Regions from separate parts of the Mus musculus genome. Here all the other regions are linked to region 1. The links are chromatin contacts, called in public HiChIP or PLAC-seq and promoter capture Hi-C maps. All regions are on one chromosome and are shown on one strand. The core of a region is the stretch at or near the end of the contact, and the rest is flanking DNA. Distances in the headings are between cores, read along the strand shown. Region 1 holds the start of Tepsin (TEPSIN, adaptor related protein complex 4 accessory protein). Region 2 has its middle 7.9 kb from the start of Gm39484. Region 3 holds the start of Mafg (v-maf musculoaponeurotic fibrosarcoma oncogene family, protein G (avian)). Region 4 has its middle 26 kb from the start of Rptor.

What was found. Promoter capture Hi-C pulls out the DNA fragments that hold promoters and counts their contacts. HiChIP or PLAC-seq counts read pairs in DNA pulled down with a chosen protein or histone mark.
Region 2: a contact with region 1 is called in a promoter capture Hi-C map of hippocampal neurons, with 2.5 times the contacts expected there. The contact joins the enhancer-like site here to the promoter of Tepsin in region 1. A contact is called at or near these places in 10 of 39 promoter capture datasets (the 3T3-L1 cell line, 3T3-L1-derived adipocytes, the C10 cell line and 5 more), 2 of 484 Hi-C or Micro-C datasets (B cells and cerebral cortex), 7 of 115 datasets of contacts at active chromatin or transcription factors (bone marrow-derived macrophages, embryonic forebrain, embryonic stem cells and 4 more) and 3 of 9 other capture datasets (embryonic stem cells, liver and macrophages).
Region 3: a FOXA1 HiChIP or PLAC-seq map of pancreatic cancer cells shows a contact between it and region 1. The contact joins the promoter of Mafg here to the promoter of Tepsin in region 1. A contact is called at or near these places in 1 of 39 promoter capture datasets (pre-B cells), 1 of 484 Hi-C or Micro-C datasets (CD4 T cells), 1 of 115 datasets of contacts at active chromatin or transcription factors (pancreatic cancer cells) and 1 of 9 other capture datasets (adipose tissue).
Region 4: a promoter capture Hi-C map of liver shows a contact between it and region 1, with 2.5 times the contacts expected there. The contact joins the enhancer-like site here to the promoter of Tepsin in region 1. A contact is called at or near these places in 2 of 39 promoter capture datasets (embryonic stem cells and liver) and 3 of 115 datasets of contacts at active chromatin or transcription factors (bone marrow-derived macrophages and embryonic stem cells).

What each region holds. Positions count from the first base shown.
Region 1 is chr11:120,097,053-120,100,158 of GRCm38.p6, reverse strand. It overlaps Tepsin (TEPSIN, adaptor related protein complex 4 accessory protein), which reads left to right and starts at 1,428. Exons shown (of 13, transcript NM_183137.2): 1 at 1,428-1,533; 2 at 2,578-2,650. The coding sequence starts at 1,486. It overlaps Ndufaf8 (NADH:ubiquinone oxidoreductase complex assembly factor 8), which reads right to left and starts at 1,225. Exons shown (of 3, transcript NM_001110242.1): 1 at 1,094-1,225; 2 at 901-1,011. The coding sequence starts at 1,177.
Region 2 is chr11:119,513,675-119,516,780 of GRCm38.p6, reverse strand. No RefSeq gene overlaps it. Among named protein-coding and RNA genes, the nearest start is that of Gm39484, 7.9 kb to the left of the region's middle. Within about 2 kb of position 1,595, at least 72 of the 459 cell types and tissues checked have an H3K27ac peak or open chromatin away from gene starts, as enhancers often do. A contact at or near this core is called in cerebral cortex, embryonic forebrain, forebrain and 1 more, where this site is marked.
Region 3 is chr11:120,632,090-120,635,195 of GRCm38.p6, reverse strand. Mafg (v-maf musculoaponeurotic fibrosarcoma oncogene family, protein G (avian)) reads left to right here and starts at 1,649. Exons shown (of 3, transcript NM_010756.3): 1 at 1,649-1,834. Gm17586 (predicted gene, 17586) reads right to left here and starts at 1,446. Exons shown (of 3, transcript NR_165823.1): 1 at 704-1,446.
Region 4 is chr11:119,575,553-119,578,658 of GRCm38.p6, reverse strand. No RefSeq gene overlaps it. Among named protein-coding and RNA genes, the nearest start is that of Rptor, 26 kb to the left of the region's middle. Within about 2 kb of position 1,413, at least 12 of the 459 cell types and tissues checked have an H3K27ac peak or open chromatin away from gene starts, as enhancers often do. A contact at or near this core is called in liver, where this site is marked.

The sequences.
Region 1 (3,106 bases), core at 179-2,678:
TTTTGTTTCAGTGACTTATTTCCAGTTTAGATATGGCTTAAAGCAAGACATCTACCACATCAAATGCCACCTTATCCCAACCACGCTAAAGAACTGAGATGCTAGTGTGTCTCGGGGGGTCCCAGCCTGGGCTCACCTACAGAGGACGCCTGGCCCCTGTGACTGAGAGTTTCTGTTATGAGATGGGCAGGGATGGAGGGGGAACCACAGGGGGGTGCCTTTATCTGGTCCAGGCAAAGCAGCAGATGGAGTCACACAATTCTGGTCAGCCACAGAGAGGGTGGCAGGGACAGCAGAAACTCTGAGCATTAGGAGTGTGTTTAGGGTTTCAATGACAGCTGCTGGCCACCAACCACAAGAGTAAAGGCTTGTGTCAAGTTAGAAGGAACAAGAAAAGCGCAACACCTGACGACTGAACAGCCTCTGCCGGGAAACCAAAGGCTGTATGTAGGTGAGGCTGGGCTGTAGTCAACTCAAACACTGCTCCTCATTCCCGCCGAGGCTACTGTGGACCTGCTTCTGATGCAGTGTGTCTGTCACCCTGGGTTCTTAACCACCGACCCTAGCTCTAGTGGAGGGGTCATGGGCAAAAAGGCCAGGATCAAGAACCCAAGCGGCTCTCAGCATCGCTTCCGTGCTGCAGGGAGAACCTGCTGCGGACCTTGCACTTTACTCCTCGGGGACAGGGTGCGTCAGGGGTGCGTGCCTAGCAGGACACTGCCCTGGCATCTAGCAGGAATTGCTGGGAGAAACCAAGTGGAGCTGGGGTCGGTCTCATCGGGTTGCCCATCGGCAAGACGCCAACAGCTAACTGGAGGCCCTGTCCCCTTGTCACTGGAGTTGCTTGGCGGAAAAGAGGACGCCAGACAGAGATGACGTAGCAGGGACACGCCCACCTACCGCGGCGGCGAAGCAGCTCCGCAGGGCCTCGAACTCGCGAACGCAGAGGTCCTTACTCAGGCGGCCTCCTGGGGCGGTGGACGCCTGCACGCACTTGCCATAAGCCGAGGCCTGAGGGAAGACGGGACAGTACAGGGACCTGACCCGAGTCGCCACCCATCCCGCTTCCGCTTCCGCTCCGTTCGCTCCGTACCTCAGCTCCACAGGCCGCCAGATGCTCGGGGAAGGCTCGGAAACGGCTCCGCACACGCCCCCACACCGCTCCGTTCACAGACATGAGCGGTCCTTTTAGGCTCTCGAGGGCGCCGCCATCTTGGGCCCTGCCTCTTCCGGAGTCGAACGCGTGAACATCCGGACTCTCCGCCTATCCTATTTTCTGGTTGGTCAGAGTCACAGTCCTGTGCTTCTGTAATTGGTCGCCGTTCTTGTCCGTCTCTTGCTGAGACTTTGGATTGGCTGAGACGCAGATGTTCCCGCCTTCGTGCCCGCCCCTTGCGAGCGATTGGTCGGGGGAGCGAGAGGAGCGCGACGATTGGAGGATCGAAGCCTGGCGGAAGCGGGGCAGTTTGGGAGGTTACCTGGACCATGGCAGCTGTGCCGCCCCTGCGGGACCGCTTGAGCTTCTTGCATAGGGTGAGTGAAACTCGCCGGGTGTGCTGACCTCCGGCGCCCGGGAACCTCGCTAGATTAGCGGGGACAGACACTGTCCAGCAGCTGCCGAGAATGAGTGTGCCTGCCGTGATAGCAGAAGGTTAACCCCAAGGGCGGCGGGCGATCTCCAGCGGGGCCCATCGGCTCTCCCCAGGCTTCATTTCAGAAGATCCTGGAAGCTCGTACATCTCTGGGGGACAGGGGGCATCTGGAAGGCCATAGCCACGGGGTGGCGAGAGCGGAGCCTGCTGCCAGCTGTTGACTGCAATAAATTGATTGCCTTGAGCTTTCTGACTGGATCTTGAGGGCACTGAGTGGCCCCAGGGACCCTTCTTAGGCTTTTAAGAGTCCCTGCTACAAGAGATCAGATCACTCAAGTCTGGGACAAGATCTGAAGTACTGAACTGTGCAGCTCCCTCCCTACAGATCCCCTTGAAGGCACTGTAGACAAATAGCACGGTGAAGACATACTTGTCTTAAATGTTCCTAAACCTCGCCCTCTCATCCAGATACTGATGGATGAGATGAGGTGTTCCCAGATTTCAACCAAGTAAACACCATAGGCTTGCAGGGACACGCAAGGAAGTAAGTAAGCAAGCACAACCAAGCTGATTCATGACTCAATAAGATGGAAGTTTGCTATCTTCAAGGAACCTTAAAGTCCCCAAGCTGAGCGGTTCTCACTCTTTGGGTCTGTACCCAGTAGTCTCACCCATCCAATGCACAGAAAGCCCTGAGATTCTTTCTGTTGCTGTTACTTAGTGTAGGAGGCAGGGGCTGAACCTCATCTTGACCTCGTTAGAGAACCTTTGTTGATTTTCCTCTTTCCCGGGTCACTCCTCCATGCCAGAGCAGAGCCTGTTTGCAGCTCTGCTTTGTGGCCCTTAGGGTGACTGTGGCCCTGCCCAGACTCTCTCCTGGGCAGTTTTAGCCCCAGTCAGCATGAGGCTTGCTTCCATTCCCTTCAGTGGCTGGGACCTACCCTGTCTAAGATGGCAGCTCACCATGGCCCTCATTCCCCTACAGCTCCCCATCCTGTTGAAGGGGACCTCAGATGATAGCATCCCATGTCCAGGCTACCTGTTTGAAGAGATCGCCAGTATCCTTCTGCACTGTTCCCATTGGTGGGTTTAGTGTTTAGTACGGAGGGGATCCTGACATAGCAGGAAGGGATACTGCATCAGGGTGGGGTTTTCTGCTATTCCAGGAGCACTGACAACTTCTTTTTTTGGATTTTCGAGACAGGGTTTCTCTGTGTAGCCCTGGCTGTCCTGGAACTCACTTTGTAGACCAGGCTGGCCTCGAACTCAGAAATCTGCCTGCCTCTGCCTCCCAAGTGCTGGGATTAAAGGCGTGTGCCACCACCGCCCGGCTCACAGACAACTTCTTTTTCCTACTATCCAGATGTGTGTGGCAGTAGGATTTGGGGGAAACACCAAGAACTGCAATACCAATAGTGTAGAGACCAGGACACCCTAAAAGTTCCAGGGCTGGTTAAACCAAAGCCTGTGGGAGTGGTCTTCATAGAGTGAGACCTGAGAAGGCCCTCGGTCAC
Region 2 (3,106 bases), core at 346-2,845, 580 kb after region 1:
ACAGTTCCTCCGTAATGCCCCTGGAGGACCTGCCTTACCATAACTCTCCAGGATGGATTCTGTTTACCTCTTCCTTGAGAACTGAGGTTCCTGGCTCTTCTGTAAGTCCTGAGTGCAGTAGACATGGCTTTGGGGATAGCCGGGAGAGAAGTGGATTTCTGACCCCAGCTAGTGTCCTGGCCAGAAGACTGGGCAGCCCCTCGCCCCTGTGGTTCCAGTTGCTGCCGGTGTGGCTAGGGACAGTTGGTAAAGAACCCTGCCCAGCACCGTGACCTCAACTAACACAGCACAAAGACTAGCCCTCAGGGAGCCTTGGGTGAGCCTGGTAGGGTGTGCCAGTGTGTCTTCACTGTACCACCCCCTAACAGACAAGTGTCTGTGTGCTGGTGACACCCTCATCCTACTGAAGCTTCAAGTTTGGGAGCTGGCAGATGTCTGAGGATGGTTTTCTGTCAGGCATTGGGAACCTGAAAGAAAGAAGTCACCCAAGACCACCCAGCCAGGTTTGCTGGGAAAGGCTAACCCTGCTCCATGAGATACCTCACCTCTCTTCCGAGGATGGGCAGGGACTCCACAAACTCATTGGCTTTACCCCACTCAGAACTCGTGTGGTCCCAGCCTCTCCTTCAGATGTGGTCTGCTCCCTGCTCGCTCTAGCGGGTGCCTGCCTCTCCCGCCCCCAAGCTCCCTGCGGGAAGGGGTTCCTATGGCACCCCTTCCCCCGCACACACTTAGCTCACTGGAAGCCATCTGCCCGGAGATGGTGGCAGCAGATGCCTCAATGCACAGCGGTGCCTGAAACATAGTCGGCCCAGTGCCCAATCAACCTGGGCCCGTCCCATCAGGGCAGGGGCTGTGGCCAGAGGCGTTTTTTTGCACAGTGAGGACAGGCAGGTCCTGGATCCAATGGCATTTCTAGGATATACATACCAAGTTGGTTTCCAGGCCTAGACTGGGAAAAAGAGCCCTTAGCCTCATCCCTGCCAAGGATGTCTGAAAGCCAAACCTACTTCTTCAGCCTCAGGAAGAGGGTAATGGAAGAGGAGCCAGACGTGAGACAGGACCTCTGTGGGCCACAGCACCTCCAAAGCATGGTGGTACACACCTGTAATTGGGAGCGGAGGCAGGAGTTCCCGGCCATGGGCAACAAAGGGAGACACTATCCCAGTACACAATGAAAAGATAAAAAGACAAGACTCGGGTTGAGCCTGGAGTCCTCTGGACTGATGCTAGAACTGTCATTCCCAAAGATCTGCTTCTGTTGGGGCTGCAGACCTCTGATATAGACCTCTGGTATAGCCCCACGGTCTGTAGCCCAGTGCTCAGTGTAAGAGAGGAAAATTCATTGTGTAAGCCTGCCTGGGGCAATGGGCAGACAGCCAGATTCCTCAGGACCCCACGGCGGAGAACCAGGAGGCTCTGAAGGCCCAGTCCTTCCATCCTCCCCGGTTCACCCTGCATCCCCCTCGCAGCGTCCCTGCAGGGCGAGTGTGCAGACACAGGCTCACCGACAGGCGCGCACACGCCTCCGGGCCGCCTCTGCTCCCCTCGCATCTTGCATTTGTTTTGCTTCAGCAGGGCTCGAATGGGGACAAGCTGCACTCTCTCAACTAGCAGATCCCTTCAGCCCCCCACGGAGGTGCCATATGTCAGTGTCATGAATAGGCATGAGGTTTGGGGGCGGGGCAGTGGCAGCTGCCAATCACTGGTTGGCTGAGTGGCGCGGACAAAGCCGAAGGGTGTGGTGGGTCAGGGTCTGGGCTGCTGTTCTGAGTGGGCACCCCTAGCACCCAGAGGGCCTTTCTAAAAGCAAAGCCAGATCTCCAAAGGTACAGGCAGTAATGGCCCAGAGTCACCAGAGCCCTCCATCTTTGTGGCTTATAATGCCAGCTGAGGGGGTCGCGCACTTCGTCCGGGATGACTCTGTCCTACTCCCAGGACACCCGCCCTGGCCTTCAGGAGTCAGGGCCAAGCCTGCACCTGCCAGAGCAAGGGAGGCAGTCAAATTTAGCTAGAGGTGCAGTGGGTCACTCCAGAAAGACTCAGAGCATCCCAGAGCCTTGAAGGTTGCCAGGATTCTGCCGGTAGCTGCCAGTGTGCTGCCAATGGTCCCATGTGCCAAGTGTGCTGTAACCTGTCCGTAGGCAGTATCCTGGCTGTTCTCTGCTTCTCTGTCGCCAGCGCTGTGTTTCTGGGGTCCATCCACCCCTTTATCTCACAGCTCTGCCGTTTGTCCCCTTTACCTTGAGGATGTGGGTGACCCTTTGCTTCCTGCGGTCACATGTTAAGCAATGGACACTGGCAGTGCAGTTATCCCTCCCAGAGATGGTCTAACCCAACCATTGGTCCCCTCAGCCGAGACCTTTTCGGCCACATGACCAGTGACCATGTTATGAACGAAGGAACGGAGCCTGTGTCCGTCTGGGGTGGTGGGAAGGTTCTGCCCACTGTGGGCCCCTGCAGGCTCCTTCGCCTCATTTCCAGCCCTGCTGGAGGCTGAGTATGGATTGGACTGACTGCTCCAGGTTAATTGGCTCTCTCTCCCCTGCCAGCATGACGGATCCTGCATGACATTTCCCCAGATAGTTAATTGATAGCCAAGTAATTTGTCATGGAGACCTCGTTATATGCCAAGTGGGTCCCCTAAGCTGTTAGCGGCTGTGCCCCAGAAATAAGATTGGCAAGTTAATAATGGAGCCTTAATCATACTGTTCCTTGTCAGCGGAGGAAGAGGATGTCTAGGAGGTAGCATGGCTTTTTCCTAGGACCTCAGAGACCAAGCTGCATGAAGTCCTGAGGACCCACTTCTGCTTTGCTTAGCTTGCATCTGAGGGTCTGACTGAAACCAGGGTGACTCTGCATGGCTCCAGTCCACTGTTCCTCCTGGTTCCCTTTGGAGGAGCATCAGAGGGACCAAGGATCACCTAGAGCAGTGATTCTCAGCCTCCTTAACACTTTAACACTGTTCCTCAAATTACGGTGACTCCCAACCATAAAATTATCTCCATTGCTGCTTTATAACTGTAATTTTGCTACTGTTATGAATCATAATGAAAATATATCATATTCAGAATATCCAATATGCCATTCATGTGACATGGTCATG
Region 3 (3,106 bases), core at 400-2,899, 530 kb before region 1:
TATCTCATAACTAGAACAAGAACAAAGGGAGGGAGGATGAAGATAAGTAACAGAAACCCAGAGGTCTTGTCTCAGGGGTTTTATTGCCATGAAGAGACTCCATTCGGCAGCTCTTCTAAAGGAAAACATCTCATTGGGTCTGGCTTACGCTTTCAGAGGTTTAATCCATTATTGTCATGGAGAGTAGCAAGACTGAATCAGGGCCGACTTGCTGCTGGAGGATGGGCTTAGTTAGAGTTCTGCATTCTGAAGGCTGCAAGAAACTGTAAGTCACACACGGGCATAGCTTGAGTATATAAGACCTCAAAGCCTGTCCCCACAGAGACAATCGTCTTCCAACAAGACCACACCTCCTAATAGTGCCATTCCCTATGGGCCAAGCATTTAGACACGGCATTTAGAATTCATGCAGGCCATTTCTATTCAAACCACCACAAGGCATAAGGAGTAATTCTCTGTATTCTGAGACTCTGGCTACAGCCAGTGAAAGATAAAAGCTCCCCCCCCCCCACTCCCCAAAGAAATACAATGTAAAGAATTACTTTTTGAGGCTGGGTGTGGTGGCACATGTTTTTAATCCCAGCACTAGAGAGGCAGAGGCAGTCGGATCTCTGAGAGTTTGGGGCCAGCCTGGTCTAAACCTTGTCTCAAGAAACCAAATTTGACACAAAGGACACACACAGGCCCCCTCCAGCCTGCTTACCCCCTTTTCCTTGTCACCTATGTTACAGAACGAGTCACCTTTTCACGATTCCCAGAGAAGACAGGGTCAAATAGAACGTTCAGAACCTCGAAATGAAAACTTGATCCCTCCTACTTTCCTTCTTTTTTACTTTTTCAACAGCAGCGAGAAGTCTCACAGAAAAAGTAGCAGCAGAATGCACCCAAAGTAGTTTCAAATGCGGCAGAGAAGGGTTGGGCAAAGTGCACAACTCCTACAGTGCACGCACACTACCCGAAGAGATGGTCCACGGCCGCAGGTGAAGCCCCTAGCACCCTCCGGAGATTAGAATCATTAGTGAGCGTCCTCCAAGCCTTCGTGTCATCGTGGATAGTTTGGGGATCTGAGCTGGGGTTGGGGCTGTGCCCCTCAACAGCCGTGTCCTTTTCAGACTGCTGACCCATTTAGAATGAGGACGTCGCAGCAGAACGGGGTAAGGAACTAAATCACTGTGTCACACCTTCAAAACAGCAAATAGGTTCCCGCGTGGTGACGCTCATCTGTGAGTTCCGCTTTCAGGGGGCCGAGGCAGGAGCATCTCAGGGAATTGAAATCCAGTCTGCTCGCTGTACAGTGAAACTATGCATCCAAGTGAAGAAAATCAAACAAACCTCCCATAGACCTCGGTCTGAGTTGGTGTGGAGATCGGGAGGGAGCTAGAGGCATCCGAGTTGGGGCCACTCCGTAGAACCTGTCTCTGCAGGAGCACGGTCAACCCGGCGAGCGCCGGGACGACTCCCGCGAGACATTGCCAGGGCGCGGCGGGCGTTGCCAAGGGCAACGGCGCGGGGCTGCGCAGGCGTGATGGGGGCGCGCTCGCCTTGCTGCCGCCTCGCCTTTCCCTTTAAGCTTAGGCCAGCCGCGTCGCCGCTTCATGAATGGAACCCACGTGACCAAACATCATGTGACGTCTGAGGAGCGGCGGCGGCGGCGGATTCTGAGCCCGGTCCGGCCCGGCCTTCCCAGCGCGCTTGGCCCGGCCCGCGCAGGCGGCCAGTCCTCCTAAGCCCCCGGCCCGGACCCTTCGCGCCCGCCCCAGCCCCGCGCAGCCCCGGAGCGCGCGCGCGCGGCCCCGCCCCAGCCCCGCCTTGGCCCGCCCGGGCCCGCAGTGTGGTGAGTGCGCGGGGCTGGGGCGGGCGGCGGGGCCTGGCCTCGGGGTTGCGGCGCACCCGACGGCAGCGCGTGCCTTGGTTTCCCCGCCAGCCGGCTGTTCGCCTGTGTCCCCCTAGAGCCGGCGGACCGGGCGACCGCGAGGCTGGGGACGGGCGTGCGCGCGGCGGCGGACCCCGGGTGCCCTGCGGGGGGCGCGATTTAAGGGCGAGCTGCGCGCGTCTGCCCGGGTCAGCGGGGTGGCCGCACCGAGCTGCTGACTCATCAGGTGTCCGTCGGCTTCCGCGCGGGCGGGGTCGCGCGCGGGCCCACAGGGGAGGCGGCGGGGAGACCCTGCTGCGCGGCTTGGGCTCGCCACGCGGGTGCGAGCCCAGCGGAGACGTGCTGAGTCATCAGCATGAGGTCACTCGGTGCTCCTGCTGACGCTGGGCCAGGGCGGGGGGCCGGGGCCCGCTATCGGCCGGTCTAGTCGGGAGACAGGGCTCGATCCGGGTGGTGAAGGTCGGGCCGGGATCCGGGGTCGTGTTTAAGTTTGACAGACCTGTGAGTTGGAGGCAAAGGCTCCGAAGGAGGCATTGCAGGGGCGCGCCGCAGGTTTCTCCCGGGGTGGAAGGTAAAGCCCCGGGCGTGCGCATCCTTGCCTGGTTCTTGGGCTCCTGGCCCGGGTCCCACAACTGGGGCAGTTCCCCAAACCCGGAGACCGATCGGTGTACGCTGAGGGGAGGAGCTTAGGTGGGCCGAGCCAGCTCGTCTGGGAAGCAAGCTTTCCTTCTCTGTGACCCTGAATGGCCAGGCTTCGTCGGTCCTAGATGGGGAAGACCGGGAGGCAGGGGGAGAAGGGTCTGTGGCTTGAAAGAAGCTGGGGCAGCTCTAACCAGCTAAGGAGAGCAGAGTGTGGATCTAGGCAGCTGGTGAGAGTTTTTGAGGTGCAACCATGGAGTAGAAGATGTAGTTTTATTTATCCCAATGTTATTCCTTTCAGAAGAGTTTGGGGTCCCACTGTTGCCTGGAGTTACCAAAAAGTGTGTGTGCCCTGTTGGGTGTCTGGAGACTCTTGGGAGGTGACAGTTTTGTGGGGTGTGGCTGAATGGCTGTTTACTGACTTATCTGTCGTGAAGGTTCTTGAACTCCATCCTACTGCTTTCCTTGCCCAGGGATTCATGTCTAGACTGTGCTTACCTTGTGGTTTGTGCTAAGGGATGTCCCCTTAACCCTGAGCCCTGAGGCTGCTCATAGGTGCAGTGTTTTTTTCATTTGGTGTGGAACTTGCCCTAT
Region 4 (3,106 bases), core at 164-2,663, 520 kb after region 1:
GGTTAAATAGGACTCCATAGAGTGACAGGAGTGACGGAGACAGAACTTGGCTTGCTGGTGTAGCCAGCTGTGCAACATTTGAGGGTCTTGAGTCTTCACTGATCTTCGCTTCCCTGAGAGAGGCACAGCTGAGAACTTCTCCTGGTGTTCCTGTTGGTCCCTCCTGCTGACTCAAGCTGAGGCTGAGGCTTGGCTGTCTCTGCTAGTTTGTATCACTGATATTGCTAACCTGACTCTACCAAACTAGACTGCTAGTGTATCCATGAAGTGTTTGTGAGTGAATGGAACTGCCGCTGCCTGCTGTCCTGTGAACTAATCTGCCGATTTCCAGACTACACAGATGGGAGTTGCTCCAAAGAACCTTTCTAAACAACTCTCATAAGGACAACATAACTCTTATAACTTCCTCCATATCCTTTCTTTTCCACTACCTCTGGTGGGTGATGGGATAAAAGGGAGGTTAAAACATTTAAGAACCATCATTAAAAATAGGACTTGAAAAAAGGATTAAAGTTACAGTCATGGGTCTCTGTTCCCCTATCCTCCTCAGTCTGGTCCAGCAATATGACTGATGCCTGCAGACACCGGTGAATGCCTGCTTCTCTTGGCTGTGCCTAGAACACAGAACCGACTCTGGACCTAGCTCTAGAGCAACATAGCTGGACTTCTGGTCTGGTTCTGTACAGCCCTTTTACCTCTGGGCATAGCAAGATGCCACCTTGGACTTTGACTCATAGCCATGACACCAAAGCAGAATAATGTCACAGTAGCCAAGTCTGTGATGACAGTAATGAACCCCTGACCTGGGATCTGGTAGTTCTCTGATCAGCTGAAGACACCTCCTCTTTCCCCTCATCCAGGGAACAATGACAGTCTGAGCTATCTCTTTTAGCTAATTTTTGGAGATGCTGGGCTATACTGCAAGCAGAGAGTTAATTTAAAAGGAGGCCTCATGATGGGGGGGATGCAGGCATTTGGGGGTCACCCATGCTCCAGTAAGTAACCCCTTACCTGTTCTCTGTAAGCAAACCCAAAAGTTCACTGGTCTCACTTAAGTCAGACTTCAGTGAAATCGTGCTCTGGCTTGTCACTGCTGCCCATCTAGGGTGATAGGATTTCCCCGCTGTGTCTCCCAGGAATGTTAATGCAGCACCTGGGAAGGGATGGGGAGGGATTGCCAGAGACACACAAGCTCACTGTCAGAGCACAGCTGCCCCACATGCCAGCAGATGCCCCTGCAGGGCTCGCTGGGGGGCAGGAACGGGAGACACAGTGGCAGTTTGTTATACATGACAGCTCTCTGAAAAGGGCACAGCATTTACTTTAGCAAGTTTGAGATAGGACTCGAGAGCTGCCTGCTGAGGGTAAATACCAAGGGTTAAAAGGCAGGTCCTGCGTCATCACCCTTTAAAAAGGACAGGAGAGGGGCCAGCAGGGACTTGGCGGCATTCAGAATTAAGATCTGAGTATCTCAGCCCTACACCTCAGGGATGTGAAGGTCCAACTCTATTTTAGCATCATAAAGTTCCCGGGAGCTGGATCCAAATAATCTCCAATCATTATGGAATTTCAGATTTCTGGGCCCGTTTCCAAGCCTGCTATTAAGGCTGTTCATCAGAAGCAGCCACAGCCAGTGCCAGAGACTGACCCTCGGTGGAGTCAGAACTGAAGTCCTGAGGCCTCCTGGGGTTCAGGACCCCCCTTGTCCTCTGCAGGGTTCTTCCTCTCAGCTCCTGGTGCTGAACCTCTCTCCAGGCCCCCTGGATGTGTTTTTTAAAGATGAGATTTGCATTTATACCTCAGTGCTTGCTGAGAAGAGCAGCTCACGCGGGCAGGGCTGATCCCAGCAGATAAAGGCCTAGAATAAGTGAGTGTGGTGGCACACACCTTTGAACCCAGCACTCCTGCCTGAGGCAATGGGGGGGGGGGGAGGGGGTAAAGGTGGGCAGATCTTTGTAAACTCCAGCCAGCCTAGTCTTCACAGGGTTTCAGGCCAGCCAGGGTTACAAAGCAAGATCCTGTTTCAAAACTAACTAACTAACTAAATAAATAAATAAATAAATAGCCCTCACTTATGACTTAACATTATGAGACAAAGAAACTGCTGCCGGGCGTGGTGGCGCACGCCTTTAATCCCAGCACTCCGGAGGCAGAGGCAGGCGGATTTCTGAGTTCGAGGCCAGCCTGGTCTACAGAGTGAGTTCCAGGACAGCCAGGGCTATACAGAGAAACCCTGTCTGGAAAAACCAAAAAAGGAAAGAGAGAGAGAGAGAGAGAGAGAGAGACAGAGAGAGAGAGAGAGAGAGAGAGAGAGAGAGAGAGAGAGAGAGAGAGAGAGAGAAACTGTTGAGTTTGTTTCATGTTGGCCATCTACAGCTGGGCTTGGGGCCGACCTTTAAGAGTGATTTGTTTCATGGCTGGAGAGATGGCTCATCGGTTAAGAGCATTGACTGCTCTTCCAAAGGTCATGAGTTCAAATCCCAGCAACCACATGGTGGCTTACAACCATCTGTAACGAGATCTGATGCCCCTCTGGTGTGTCTGAAGACAGCTACAGTGTGTTTATAATAAATAAACAAACAAATAAATAAAGTTTTAGGAATGATTTGTTTCCCCAGTGAGACTTTCTTGGAGAAAACTACATTTGTTATTTGCAAATGGCTATTGTCTTAGGGTTTTACTGCTGTGACAGACACCATGACCAAGGCAAGTCTTATAAAGGACATTTAACTGGGGCTGGCTTACAGGTTCAGAGATTCAGTCCATTATCATCAAGGCGGGAGCATGGCAGCATCCAGGCAAGCATGGTACAGGAGGAGCTGAGAGTTCTACATCTTCATCTAAAGGCTGCTAGCAGAAAACTGGCTTCCAGGCAGCTAGGATGAGAATCTTAAAGCCCACACCCACAGTGACACGCCCACTCCAATAAGGCCACACCTGCTAATAGTGCCAATCCCTAGCCAAAGCCTATACAAACCATCACAGCTATCAATGGGAGATTAGGGTTGGGGGTTGTGGGGGAGGCATGTGGCCACCTCTCCTTCCAGCTCTAGGTCCCCATCCGGTGCAGACGTGTGCAGACCCTGTGCGTACTGCCTCAGTCTCT